Linked DNA regions of Astyanax mexicanus: region 1 is linked to region 2. The links are chromatin contacts, called in public Hi-C maps. All regions are on one chromosome and are shown on one strand. The core of a region is the stretch at or near the end of the contact, and the rest is flanking DNA. Distances in the headings are between cores, read along the strand shown. Region 1 holds the start of soga1 (suppressor of glucose, autophagy associated 1). Region 2 has its middle 14 kb from the start of LOC107197805.

Region 1 (6,980 bases), core at 4,013-6,512, 160 kb after region 2:
TTTATATTTAGAATTTGGGGGAAATGTTGTCCGCAGTTTATAGAATAAAACAACAATGTTCATTTTACTCAAACATATAACAATAAATACCAAAATCAGAGGAACTGATTCAGAAACTGAAGTGGTCTCTTATTTTTTTCCAGAGCTGTAGATACAGTATCTCAGAAAAGTGTCACTATTATGAGTGGCCACCATTATTTTTCAGCACTGCCTTAACTCTCTTGGGCATGGAGTTCACTATAGCTTCACAGGATGCCACTGGAGTCCTCTACCACTCCTCCATGACAACATCATTAAGCTGGTGAATGTTAGAGACCTTGCGCTCTTCAACCTTATGGTTGAGGATGCCCCACAGATGCTCAATAGGGTTTAGACCAGGAGACATGCTTGGCCAGTCCTTTTCCCTTTTAGTTTCTTTATCAAGATAGGGATTGTCTTGGAAGATCGTGTGGGGTTGTTATCATGTTGGATCATGCCATGCTTTAGTATGTCACAGTGCATGTTGATCATTGACATAAACTTCAAGCTGTTATACTGTAGCTGTACATTGACTATTTTACATTGTGTCGGAGTGCCATAAAGGGGTTGGACAATGAAACTGAAACACCTGGTTTTAGACCACAATAATTTATTGTCCTGAAGGTCAGTTCTGGTGGAAACAGGAGAGTTGAGGTGCACATTGAATTCTGCCGTGATTTGGGCAGCCGTGGTTTTAAGTTTTTTTAATACAATCCGGGTTAGCACCCGAACATCCCTTTCAGACAGCTTCCTCTTGCGTCCACAGTTAATCCAGTTGGATGTGGTTCGTCCTTCTTTGTGGTATGCTGACATTACCCTGGATACCGTGGCCCTTGATATATCACAAAGACTTGCTGTCTTGGTCACAGATGCGCCAGCAAGACGTGCACCAACAATTTGTCCTCTTTTGAACTCTGGTATGTCACCCATAATGTTGTGTGCATTGCAATATTTTGAGCAAAACTGTGCTCTTACCCTGCTACCTGAACCTTCACACTCTGCTCTTACTGGTGCAATGTGCAATTAATGAAGATTGGCCACCAGGCTGCTCCAATTTAGCCATGAAACCTCCCACACTAAAATGACAGGTGTTTCAGTTTCATTGTCCAACACCTGTATATTCAGTGTTGACACATGAAGAGTTATAATAAAATATTTACAAAAAAAGTTCATTGGTAAGATGGATTACTATGACACTGAATCTGTTCTTGAGTCATGGGTGTGCAATTGTATAAAGATTTCTTCAAGTAAGGCCCAGTAAACAACTTAGGACATCCAAGTTGTGCCATAGGCTGGGCCCTTGCGAAGTTCACTGGTGAGCTGCACTAAGAAATCAGATCTATTAGTTACTCATGAGAGCCCAATTGTGCCACGAGCCTCAGTGTAATTGTGAATTGTTAAACGACTGGTCCCATCTCAATAAGGAAAAGACAGAACTTGTAGTCTAGGCGTCACATCTAGTACCTCTAGTATTCCTACTCTATATCTATACTCCTGTACTCCTTTACACTCATCCTTACGTAATAAAGCAACGTTGGAATAGCATCCCTTTCAAATCCGGCTAATCCCCTGAACCCAGCCGTTGTAATAAGGCAGCTAAAGTATTTATAAGAGTGAGTAGTGTAGTAAACAGGAGGCTGTTAATTGGCTGCTGCCGAGATGCTGTGGGCACAGGATGCCGTTCATTGGTTCCCGAGATGCGGTGGGACGCAGCGTGCGGTCACACAAGTTCTTCACTATGTAGGTCACTCACTGCAGCGAGAGTCACGTGCTGCAAGCGCGCATAAACACTGGAGTGAAAGAAAGGTGGGTGCGAGTGAACTGCAGCAGCAGCTGTATCAGCTGCAGCAGATGTGCAGCATTTGAGACACCTCACAGCTGTACAGTAAAAGAGTGTGGTAAAATAAATAAATAAATACATATAAAATACCACAGCGAAGGGTGGAAAACTAATGTCAATCAATGTATCACCTTGTTTAAGTATTTTTTATTGAGCAATATGGATTAATCAGCCAATAAGCTATCAATTACTCACAACAAGAGATCTCATCCTAATTAAGAATTAAACCCACCCAAAAATGCGCTCCCCTGATGTGCCAGTTCTGTTGGTCAATACCTGGACAGGACCACCAGCCCACCTGGATTCAGCAAAATATTAAATATGATTGTAATCTAGCTGCTCGAAGACTGTACCAGTTCTAATGATAAAGGTCTGTTTACTGCCCGCCATCAGAGCATGCTAAAAGGGCAGCTCATATATAATGCAGCGAATGCACACCTCTCTTATGATCAAATAGATCAAAATCAGTGAAGTGTTAAAGCTTCTAAATCTTGGCAATATATTAACCATCACTTGTGCAAATGCTAAATGTTCTTCAGACAGACTAAACATAGCAATAAATCTGTAATAAACCATAATAAGCACTAAAATGTTGACAGATGGTGGCAGTTGCCTGCTGAAAACACAGCTTAAGCTGGTTTCAGAAGATCTGGGCTGGTCTTTGATGGTCAAGGTGGTTGAAAAGCAGGTCATTCAAAAATACCCTCAAATAATGCAAAAAAAAATATTCATACAGTTTTAAGAGTCACAGTTGTGTAAGTAATCACAGTTTTCATGCATCTTGGCATATTTTCCTCCATCAGTCTTTCACACTGCTTTTGGATAACTTTATGCCACTCCTGGTGCAAAAAAATCAAGCAGTTCAGCTTGGTTTGATGGTTTGATCATTCATCTTCCTCTTGATTCAATTTGATAAAATTAAATAAACTCATCATTTTAAGGGGTATTCTATTTTTTTTCCAGAGCTGTATATGATGCATTTGATGTTGTTCATGCTTAACCATGCTTGGCGACCATAGTTGTTTTGCTGGCCATTTTGATTGACCTGCTCTGCTTAAAAAAGGTTCAGCTGGTCATCCAGAGAAAACATACCTTACAACCCAGCATAGGGTATTTTTTCTCCAGTTGACCAGGTGGTCTTGAGCTGAATTTCTTAGCAGGGTGGTCATTTGGCTTGGTTATGCTGGTCAGACTAATCAACCAGCTTGGCCTAACTGGTTATGCTTGTTAAACTAGGCCACGTTTGAAGGTTGATCATGCTTGTAGACCAGATAAAACATCAAACTCAAATGAAAACATACACTATACTGGTCAAAATATAAGCTGGTCACCTTCACTGGCCTGACCAACTGGCCATGCTGTTTTTATGAGCAAATTATATGGCTATGGTAGTAAAACAAAAGTGGCTAGGTTGTTAAATAAAAAGACTAGCAGGCTACTAGGCATCCACACATCAATAACAATAACAGCAGGTTAACGTTTAAATTTCAGTTGTAATATATAACAGTGAGCTAATAATGATACAAATAGGCTACTATTTAGTGTAACATTTTTTAATAAGTATAAAAGTGAGTTTCCATTTATCCTATTTTTTAAACTACCTATATCGCTCACATTTGACTTGTTTTTATCTCTTTAGCAATACTGTATGTTTGCATTTGTCTTATTTTTATATGTTTACCATAATTCTGCCTTCAAATGCAGCTTGTTTTTTGGTTTAATTAGCAAAAAGTTGAGTTTCCATTTAACCCCTTTTTATCTATTTAGCATAATATCGTGTAATTAGCATAATATCGTGTAATGGTGCCTTCACATGTAAACATATTTTTTATCTTTTTATCAGAACTATGTGTTTAATTAACCTATTGTTGTATCTATTTAGCATAAAGGTCATTTTCCATTTAACCTATATTTATCTATTCCGCAAAACTGTAACGTTTGTTAACTACGTTCGCATTTAGCGTATTTATAGCGTGTTTATGACATAATGCTGCATTCAAATGCAGTTTATTTTGTTTACTCTATTTAGGTTAGCATAAATGTGAGTTTCCATTTAACCCATTGTATCTATTTAGCATAACTACGTTTGCATTTAGCTTATGTTTTCTGTTTAACATAACGTAGCCATTTTTTTATCTATTTAACATAAAGGTGAGCTTACATTTTACCCATTTTTGTCTATTTAGCATAACCGTAGGTTTGTATTTAGCTTATTTATAGCGTGTTTAACATAATGGTGCGTTCACATGTAGCATATTTTTATCTATTTAACATAACTATGTGTTTTGATAAGCAGGTAACCTATGTTTATCAAGGTGTTTAGTTAGCAGGAAGGTGCTGAACTTTCTCCTGACCTTCAGATAGTCGTTTTCTGAGCGCAGCTCCTCGATTTCTCTCAGATACTCCTCATGAACCCCGTCTGTGAGCTCCTCGGTCAGGTCAGAGAAGGCGAGCGAGGTGCTGGCAGCCACGCGGCTCTCCAGGGAGGCGAGTGAGCGCTCGTCCGCGGGCGACACGCTCTCCTCTCCGGCTTCCACGCCCGAGGAGAGCCGCTCCCCTCCGTCGCTCCTGAGTCGCCGCTCTCCGGCCGCTCCTCCGCGGCTGCTGGTCTCCGTGTCGCTGCTCAGAGCGTCTGCGCTGACCCGGTGCTCCTCGGAGGCGCAGTCCGACAACTCCGAGCTGCTGTCCGTGGCCGACAGTTTGCCCGGCGCGCAGCCGGAGTCTTTGCTGAGCTCGTCGGATGCGGCGCTGGCGTCCGACGTCTTCCTCCGGTTCAGCTTGGCGCTGCTTCTCGCCGCCGCTACCGAGGAGGGCTGCCCGCCTCTTCCCGCCGCCTTCCCCTTCTCCCCCTTGGGCTCCCTGCCCGCGCCGGGGCTGCGGCGAGACACGCGGGAGCCGATGTGGATGGCGCCCGGCTTCACGCTGAGCGCCGGAGCGCCGATGCCCCCGCGGATCTTGGTCAGCGACCAGCCGGGCACGTCCCGCGGTCTGGCGGGAGACGGGGCGCGGTGCAGCTTCTTCTTCTCGCCGGCGGGAGGCTGAGCGCCGCCTTCACCGCCTCCGCTGCGGGTCCCGCTTTCCATGGTGCTGCTCCTCTTTCCCTGGGGCGAGGAGGCGCAGTGGGTGGGAGAACCGGGGTCAGCCTTTGTCTTGGTCATTCATTCCGCTTTGGAGCTACGGTTCAAAGAGAAATCAGACCCCCACAAGAAGTTTAACACGAAGTTATCTAAAGAAACAGCGAGATGAATCGGTTCCAAATCCGTGTTGTTGTCCAAAACTGATTAAAAACCGGTTTAAATCCAAAGCGAGCTTTGTTTCTCCAGTTCTTTCAGTTCCTCAGCTCACCCGTCCACACAACCCACCCTCTCTCCGCTTCTCTACAATACTGAGTGAGCGGAGACTGAGCTGGAGGGAGATGTTTCTTCTCCCCGCCCAGATAGAATAGCGGCTCTGAGGAGGAGGAGGAGGACTCCCAAAACCCAGCTCCATCCACAGCTCGCTGCTGCCACCACCGGCTTCAGGAGAGCAGCAAAGCTAGCAGGAGTCTGGAATTCAGACTCAGTAGACTCACTAGATAATTTCACTGTGATTTATGTGCCTAAATGAATGGTTATGTGAAAATATAATTAGTTCACACAGATTTTATTTATGCTGCAAAATGTGGTGTGAATTTTTTATGCTATGCTAAGTTATGAGGCTAAATTTTGTTAGCAAGCTAAAAACACTACCCTGCTAAAACAGTATCACTTTAGGGTGGTCAAGCTGATTAAGATTGTTGACCTGTTTATCTTTTGAACAGCATAGGGTATGTTTTTGTTGCACTTGATGGTTTAGATCCCTAGAACCTTATCGTGCTTGTCATGTCGGTATTGGTTGATTTGAATTTGTTTTATGATTAAAAATTACATTATGTACAATAAACAACAGGCATTACACAAACCAGTCACTAAGCACTAAGGCTTATTTCCATTGTGCTACTCTAAGTATATGATGGTTGTCCAGATTGGTCTTGCTGGCCATGGCTGGTTGGCTAGCATGGTATTTTTTGGTCTAATGCTGGATTGCCATGGTCAAGCTTGGTCATATTAGCTGTTTACCTTAGTTGTTTAGATTAGCTCAACTAATCTATAGTTGTCAACCAGTTTAACCATCTTGAGCTGACAAAACTGTTGTTTTTCTGTTGTCTTGGCCAGCAAAGCAAAGCTGATTGACCAACATGACAAAAAATAAGAATGACCAAGCATGACAACTAGAATGACCAAGCATGACCAAATCAAATGCAACCAATGCTATACTAGTCAATTGCTGGTTAACCAGCTTGTTTAACAGTGTAGCTTTTTTTTTAACCACCTCACCCACTAAAATCCAAAACCCAGATCACTATATAGAGAAATATTATTAGAGACAAAAATGAAACGACAATTCAGCCTCTATGAAGAAAAAGGGTGTAAGCAATATTATCTTTGATTAATACACTGCTTGGCCAAAAACAAAAAGTTGCCATTTGTATTTAACTAAGCATAAGATCTGGGGTTGCTGCAATTAGTCAGGTCTAGGTTCAGCAACAGTATGTGCTCAAAGAATGAGGTCAGCTGACTGCCTCAATATACTGAATATAGACCAGGTTATTCCATCAATGTTTTTTTTCCTTCCTGATGGCACGCACATATTGATGGCAAAATGACAATGCCAGATTTCATGGGACTGGAATTGTGAAAGAGTGGTTTACGGAGCATGAGATCATCATTTTGACACATGGATTGTTCACCAGAAAGTCCAGACCTCAACCCCATGTGCTGGAGAAGGCTTTGTGCAGCAGTCAGACTCTACCATCATCAATGCAAGATCTTGCTGAAACATTAATGCAAAGCTAAATTGAAATAAATCTTATGACATTGCAGAAGCTTATCAAAACAATAACACAGTGAATGTGTGCTGCAATCAAAGCTAAAGGCGGAAATATTAGAGTGTGTGACCTTTTTTTGGTCAGGCACTGTATGTAAGCCTTACTCTTATTATTTATGCAAGGCATTATTTTAGTTGTGTGCATGGACTGACAGATCAGTGGCCTTGCATGCTTTCCAAGCTCACAATGGTTGGGCTATTTCTCTAAACATGCTGC
Region 2 (6,603 bases), core at 677-3,176:
AATGACAGACCTGAAGATATGTTTTGTTCCTCATCTGAGGATGGGCTTTCTGATCTAGTAGACTGTGAATCGTAGAACATCTCGTAACAACATTTCCAAAAATGGCAGTTAGAGATCACTAGGTATAAGGTTTATGCTTCCCGTGACGTGTGTTTAGACGTAAAATGCTATAGGAATTACGAGATGTAAACAGGCCTGATGCACATCTCTCTAAATCACACACACACATACATAGTGAGGGTTCACATCTCTTGCCCTGATGGTGAATGCCAGGCTGCGCCGTTGCTCAGCAACCAGGACCCATTTGTGCAGCTAGTTCTTACGTCCCCACTGAGCCCAGCAGAACAGTAGAGAGAGCGAGAAAAAGAGAGAGAGAGAGAGAGAGCGATACAGGAGTAGTGCAGAGCTCATGATAACTAGGCTCTCTCTCGCTTGGGAAATGTGGAGAGAAGAACACTATGAGATAATAGTGAGTATATTTGCTGACTCATGTAAAGTTGTATTGTTTAGGCGTGAACTCTGAAGCATGCGTTTGCTTTCATTCCTCATTGTAAACTACCACAAAATACACACAGCATTCTGTACCCTGCTGCAGTAACCTTTACGAAAGTGTGTCTCAGGGTGAGCAGATTTCTCCTAAGGTTTATTGCAGTGGCCGCTCTTAGTGGCCTAGCAGACTTGGATACTGCGGCCAATTTTAAATCTCATGTTGTGCTGCTTTGGCATTAGCTTCTTGTGGGCACCGTCCTGTAAGCACTGATGAAGGACTAGAGGATGACCAACACAAACTGTACAGCAATAGATGAACTTCTGTCTCTAGATTTGACAGTAAGTGGACACAGTGTTTAAAACCTCCAGCAGCACTGCTGTGTCTGATCCACTTCTACCAACACAGCACTACTGGGTCAGTGTCATGCAGTGCCGAGAATGACCCAAAACTAAAATAGTAGCTGCTCTGTAGTGGTCCTCTATGGCTAATAGTAATATTAGTAATAATAAATGGTCTGGAAACACGGCTGTGGTCATGATCTTTAAACAGTGTATTTTGTTTTTGTTTTTTAGATTGTTCCAAGGTGGACATGCTGGGGGGGCTTTAGATCATTGTCCTGCTGCAGAACCCAAGTAATGAACTATTGGAAAGATATTCTCCTTCAGGACTTTCTGGTAGAGAAAATCCTCCAGAATACCTGGTTTCGTCTATTACAGCAAGTTGTTCAGGTCCTGAAGCAGAATCTTTTGATACCTCTTGGATGAGTTGTCCATACCCTTCTGGAGTAATTTTGGTAGGCCGGTCACCCCTGGGATGGTTCACCAGTGTTCCATGTTTTCTCCATTTGTAAAAATAGCTCTCACTCTGTTTCGCCGGAGTCCCAAAGCTTAAGAAATTACTGTGTAACCTTTGACTTTGACTAATAGATGTCAATGACTTCCTTCACAATGGGGCATAATTTGTTGCTTTTTAAGATCTTTTATCTTTTTTGCTTCATGTTGTCACACAGGTTCTATTTAAGTGATTTCTTGATCCTTGATTTAATCTTAGATCTACCTGGTTGTACCTAGTGAAACTGAACTCAGCTTTCCAAAAACAAATGAAATAATCACAGCTAACTAATTTGTTCACACAGATTAGTTTAGTTCGTTTTTTTTCCTTAATAGATGAGATCATAGTTTAAAAACTGCTTTTGTATATCAGACAAAGTAATCTATAAAATATAAGTATGACAAAAACACTGTATAATGTATCTTAGAGAATAATACTAACAAAATATATATTTTTGCATTTGTACAGAGGCCATAGCCTATGCTTAGCATGTTGCTACAGTGACCAAACAGTGATGTAAACAGATCCAGGCTGTTGGTGTTGGTAAAGAATTCCCACAACACAGTTACGGTACGTATACCCTACAGCTGGCCCACAACACCATTGTCATGCAACCAGCTGACAGAATAGCCAAGCCCACCTCACCCAGCTGCTGAAAGCCCTGCTGTGTCTTCAGCGTGACTCTCAATCCAACAGCTGACCAACAGCTGCATTCAGCGCAGCCCTCAGAGAGATAACGTCACCTTAGCCAAAGGAAGAGAAGGGAAGAACAATGTGCTTTTCTGTTAATAGTGTTTTTTTTCAGGCTCAGTGAGAAGGGTGGAGGCTGTCTACAGTGTGCTGTTCATCACAAAACAAATGTATGTGTTGATAACTGACGGAATCAGAAGACAGGCTGGTTTGCATGCGGTTGTTTTGGTCAGGCTTTTGCAAGTGCTTCCCTGGGAATTTAGGGCGGTTCCGTAAAGGCCCAAGAGTCCTTGGGAGATGAATGATGACGGTGTCAGGCAGGGACAGCTGAGTTTATATATTCTTAACAAGCAGGGCAGAGAGAGGAACGGGAGGAGACCTTATAAGGCAACGCAAGGAGAAACATCTACCCTCCCTTCCTTTGTGTGCAGAGAAAATACAGAGAACAGTCCAGTGCAGTGCATTAGCATTAGAGGAATGGCTGCTTCATCAAAACACTGACCTAGTCTTACTGAGCACTTGATACATGCTCAGAAACAGATCTCTCTATATGCAGAATAATTACATCAAGTCAAGTCAAGAGGCTTTTATTATGATTACATCTGAGCACAGGTACACAGTGCAATAAAATTACTGTGTTGCAACATAAAACAACAATACAATAGACAAATATAAAGTGCAATCATCAGTTTAACAGACAGGACAGTGCAGTACTGGCACGGTACAATGAAATGTGCTTGGTGTGAATAAGGTGCAAGGTATGTAACATACTGTAACATATGCAGGGGTTGGACAATGAAACTGAAACACCTGTCATTTTAGTGTGGCAGGTTTCATGGCTAAATTGGAGCAGCCTGGTAGCCAATCTTCATTAATTGCACATTATTGCACCAGTAAGAGCAGAGTGTGAAGGTTCAGTTAGCAGGGTAAGAGCACAGTTCTGCTCAAAATATTGCAATACACACAACATTATGGGTGACATACCGGAGTTCAAAAGAGAACAAATTGTTGGTGCACGTCTTGCTGGCGCATCTGTGACCAAGACAGCAAGTCTTTGTGATGTATCAAGAGCCACAGTATCCAGGGTAATGTCAGCATACCACCAAGAAGGACGAACCACATCCAACAGGATTAACTGTGGACGCAAGAGGAAGCTGTCTGAAAGGGATGTTCGGGTGCTTACCCGGACTGTATGCAAAAAACACAAAACCACGGCTCCCAAATCACGGAAGAATTCAATGTGTACCTGAACTCTCCTGTTTTCACCAGAACTGTTCGTCGAGACAGTAAATTATTGTGGTCTAAACACCAGGTGTTTCAGTTTCATTGTCCAACCCCTGTAGATTATACATGATCACAGCAGAGTAAGTGGAGTAATAATTAGCAGCAAACATTGCTGACAGGGAACAAGACAATTCCAGTCTCTGTGTGCTTAGTGTGTGTGTGGGTGTAGAGTGATGGGTGGGTTTAATATAATCTTTGTGTTGTGTGTGAAGAGTGGTGGGGGGTTCATTTCAGTTCATGTGAGAGTGTGTTGGTAAAGCTGTTACAGAGTCTTGTAGTGGAGGCTCTGTGAGTTGAGGAGTCTGACTGCCTGGTGGATGAAGCTGTTGCAGAGTCTGGTAACGGAGGCTCTGTGAGTTGAGAAGTCTGACTGCCTGGTGGATGAAGCTGTTGCAGAGTCTGGTAGTGGAGGCTCGGATGCTCCTGTGTCTTCTGCCAAACGGCATCAAAGCGAAGAGTTCGTGTGAAGGGTGGGTGGGGTCGTACACAATGCTGGTGGATTTGCGGATGCAGCGTGTGGTGTACATGTTGCTAATTCATGGAAGCGAGACTCTGGTGATCTTCTTAGCTGTCTTCACTCTTCACTGTAGGGTCTCGCTATCCGCTGTAGATTTTGCAGTTCCCAAACAAGAGAGTAATGCAAGTGCTCAAGACGCTTTATATATATATATATTTATTTATATATATATATATATATATATATATATATATATATATATATATATATATATATAATATGTAAATATAGAAATCACTTTTTAAAAGATTTCCATTTATTAAGGGAAAAAAACTATTCACACCTATCTAGCCCTTTCAATATCAAATATCAAGTGTGAATATCAGAAAAACATATTCTTTTAAAATTACCATTATAATACATGTGTTTACACAGTGTTCCATGTAAACTTCCCTGCATACCACCACAAATTAGCAACAATATTATGTAATGGACCATATATATATAACTGACTAAAGAGTTATTTAGAGAACCTACTGCAGAGGAGAAAAGGCTTTGGCTGAAGTCAGCACTCCTGTGTATAAGTGTCCTATATTTCTGACCAGAAGGGAGGAGGCTGAAGGAACGGCCTAGCGAATGCTATAAGGCTTACAACAACACTTCCTTTCTCTGTTATGTTTGCAGAGATTAGTACAGATCATTTTGAGGTAGAATATATATTTTGATACAGGTCTTTAAAGCATTCAGTTTACGGAGGCCTTTTTTCTATAATTTTAAAAATATTCATGGTTTGCTGATTGAAATCCAGGCCTAGTTTAAGCTAGTGCCAAAATGCTTGGCAGCCCCAACCTGCTTCTCTCTTTCTCTCTGTGAAAGATGATGATAGGACTGGAGGGTTAGTTACATGCTCTGTAACATGGCAGATGTGCAGTCTTTTGGATTTTGACACAATGGGCTGAAAGTAATTATTGGTAATTATTAACCAAGCAGCGAAATCAGGCATGGATTTTTTGGCCTTGTATGACCTGAACAGTTTTTTAGAGAAAAAGGGAAAACTGTCTTCTACACAAGTATCAAAATAACTTGACTGGTGACTTTTTGTGTTTATTTTGAGTTCAAATTACTTAGGTAAAAGGTAAAAATTGTAAGTAAGACTGAATAAGATAATTATTTCTAAAATATGTAAAACAATCTTACATTTACAATGCTTAGTAAGACTTAAAATTCTTATCAGAGCAAGAAATACGATTTATTGATTTGAAACTAGATAATTTCACTTGCTAAGATTTTGTTTTTTGCAGTGTAGTGACATGACCAACCATAATGATTAATATTAAACAGAATATTTCATCTTATTTATGCCACCACTTAACAAATAAGTGTAAAGTCCAGCAAGCATGGTACACAAAAAAAAATGGTTCCAATCATGGTGTTGGCTGGTATCCATGCTTCTTAAAGTATGAATCAAACATAAACACAGATATATTACACAGACACATGTTAATTGCTTGTCTAAACAAAGCACTGAAATATTTAACAGCTGCTTGGGAGAGGACGGGTTATAAGCTGAACAACTGGAGTGCTTTAGAGAGAGCTAGAATGTAATGAGTGACATTTACAGAGGAACGTTGTATGAGAAGGGTTATATGCACTGAAAATAGATCATTTTGTGTGGCCATATGGTTTTCTGGTGGCTAAAAACTAGTAGAAAAGAGAGAGAGGGAAAGAGGGGTGTTATATTATATAGTGTATATCATTTGTTAATTAGGCCTAATTTGTAATAATTAGAAGAAATTGGCGTGCAGTTCTGTCTCAAGCAGATATGTAGGTGAATACAGGTGTGTTCTGATTAGACAGATTGGGCCATATTTTAGCAATCTAAAAGCAAGCACAGAGCAGCTTGTTTAGGGTGCGTCAGTGTGTCTTTGCTATTGTAACGACAGGAAAAGTACACCTTGCGCAGTATGCACCAATTCTCTTAGTCATTCATGGTTGTGTTTTTGCCCTAACGTAAACACAGTGTTTCACCTGCCATTCTCTTTTGCTTTTTTGTATATTTTTTTTATTTCTAATTTTTATCCCATTTTCTCCCCAATTTACAAGAACAATTACCCAACCCACTTATTAGGACTCCCCCTATCACTAGTAATGCCCCAACACACCAGGACAGTGAAGACTAGCACATGCCTCCTCCGATACATGTGAAGTCAGCCACCACATGGGGAGAGAGTGCCATATACCCACCCAGAGAGAGCAAGGCCAATTGTGCTCTCTCAGGATTCAGCAGCTGATGGCAAGCTACATGAACAGGATTCGCTTTTTCAACAGCACAGCTGCCTGGCAAATCCAATTTCCAAGGCAAATCCAAAGCAGAGAAACCTTACCTGTTTGTTCATGATGTGAAGGTGCACAAGCAGGTCAGGACAATTTCCTGTAATTTTGTTTAAGCAGAATAATGTTATTTTATTTTGTATTCTGTTTATTTTAGATATAAAAATGTGCATAGCTGCCAAATGGCATGGGCTAAAGGTCTGTTCGTGTCCATGTGTGCATAACAAGCGGTGGTGTACTCGCAGAGAGTTAGCAGTGACCTCCTGACTGTTGGCGTCTGGCAGGGTTGTATTTAGTCAGTGGTACACCTGTGTTTTCCATTGCCAAGATAGCAATACACCAGTTATTTAACTGAACACACCTCATTTGAAGACCAGCATGCCCCATTAGCATTGCTATTTAAACAGTGCAGGTATAAAATGCGACCCCCCCCCCCCCGCCCTATAAAAAGGATACTCTAGTGTAGTGTTCCTCTTGGTGAGAGATTTTTGACTGATTTTGAGAAGGGGTGCATTATTGG

The links. Hi-C and Micro-C count contacts between places; a contact is called where the count stands out from the background.
Region 1: a contact with region 2 is called in a Hi-C map of muscle, with 18 times the contacts expected there. The contact joins the promoter of soga1 here to the enhancer-like site in region 2. A contact is called at or near these places in 2 of 3 Hi-C or Micro-C datasets (both in muscle).

What each region holds. Positions count from the first base shown.
Region 1 is chr13:26,805,401-26,812,380 of AstMex3_surface, forward strand. soga1 (suppressor of glucose, autophagy associated 1) reads right to left here and starts at 5,263. Exons shown (of 14, transcript XM_015607622.3): 1 at 4,213-5,263. The coding sequence starts at 5,016.
Region 2 is chr13:26,643,780-26,650,382 of AstMex3_surface, forward strand. No RefSeq gene overlaps it. Among protein-coding and RNA genes, the nearest start is that of LOC107197805, 14 kb to the left of the region's middle. Within about 2 kb of position 1,927, the one cell type or tissue checked has an H3K27ac peak away from gene starts, as active enhancers do.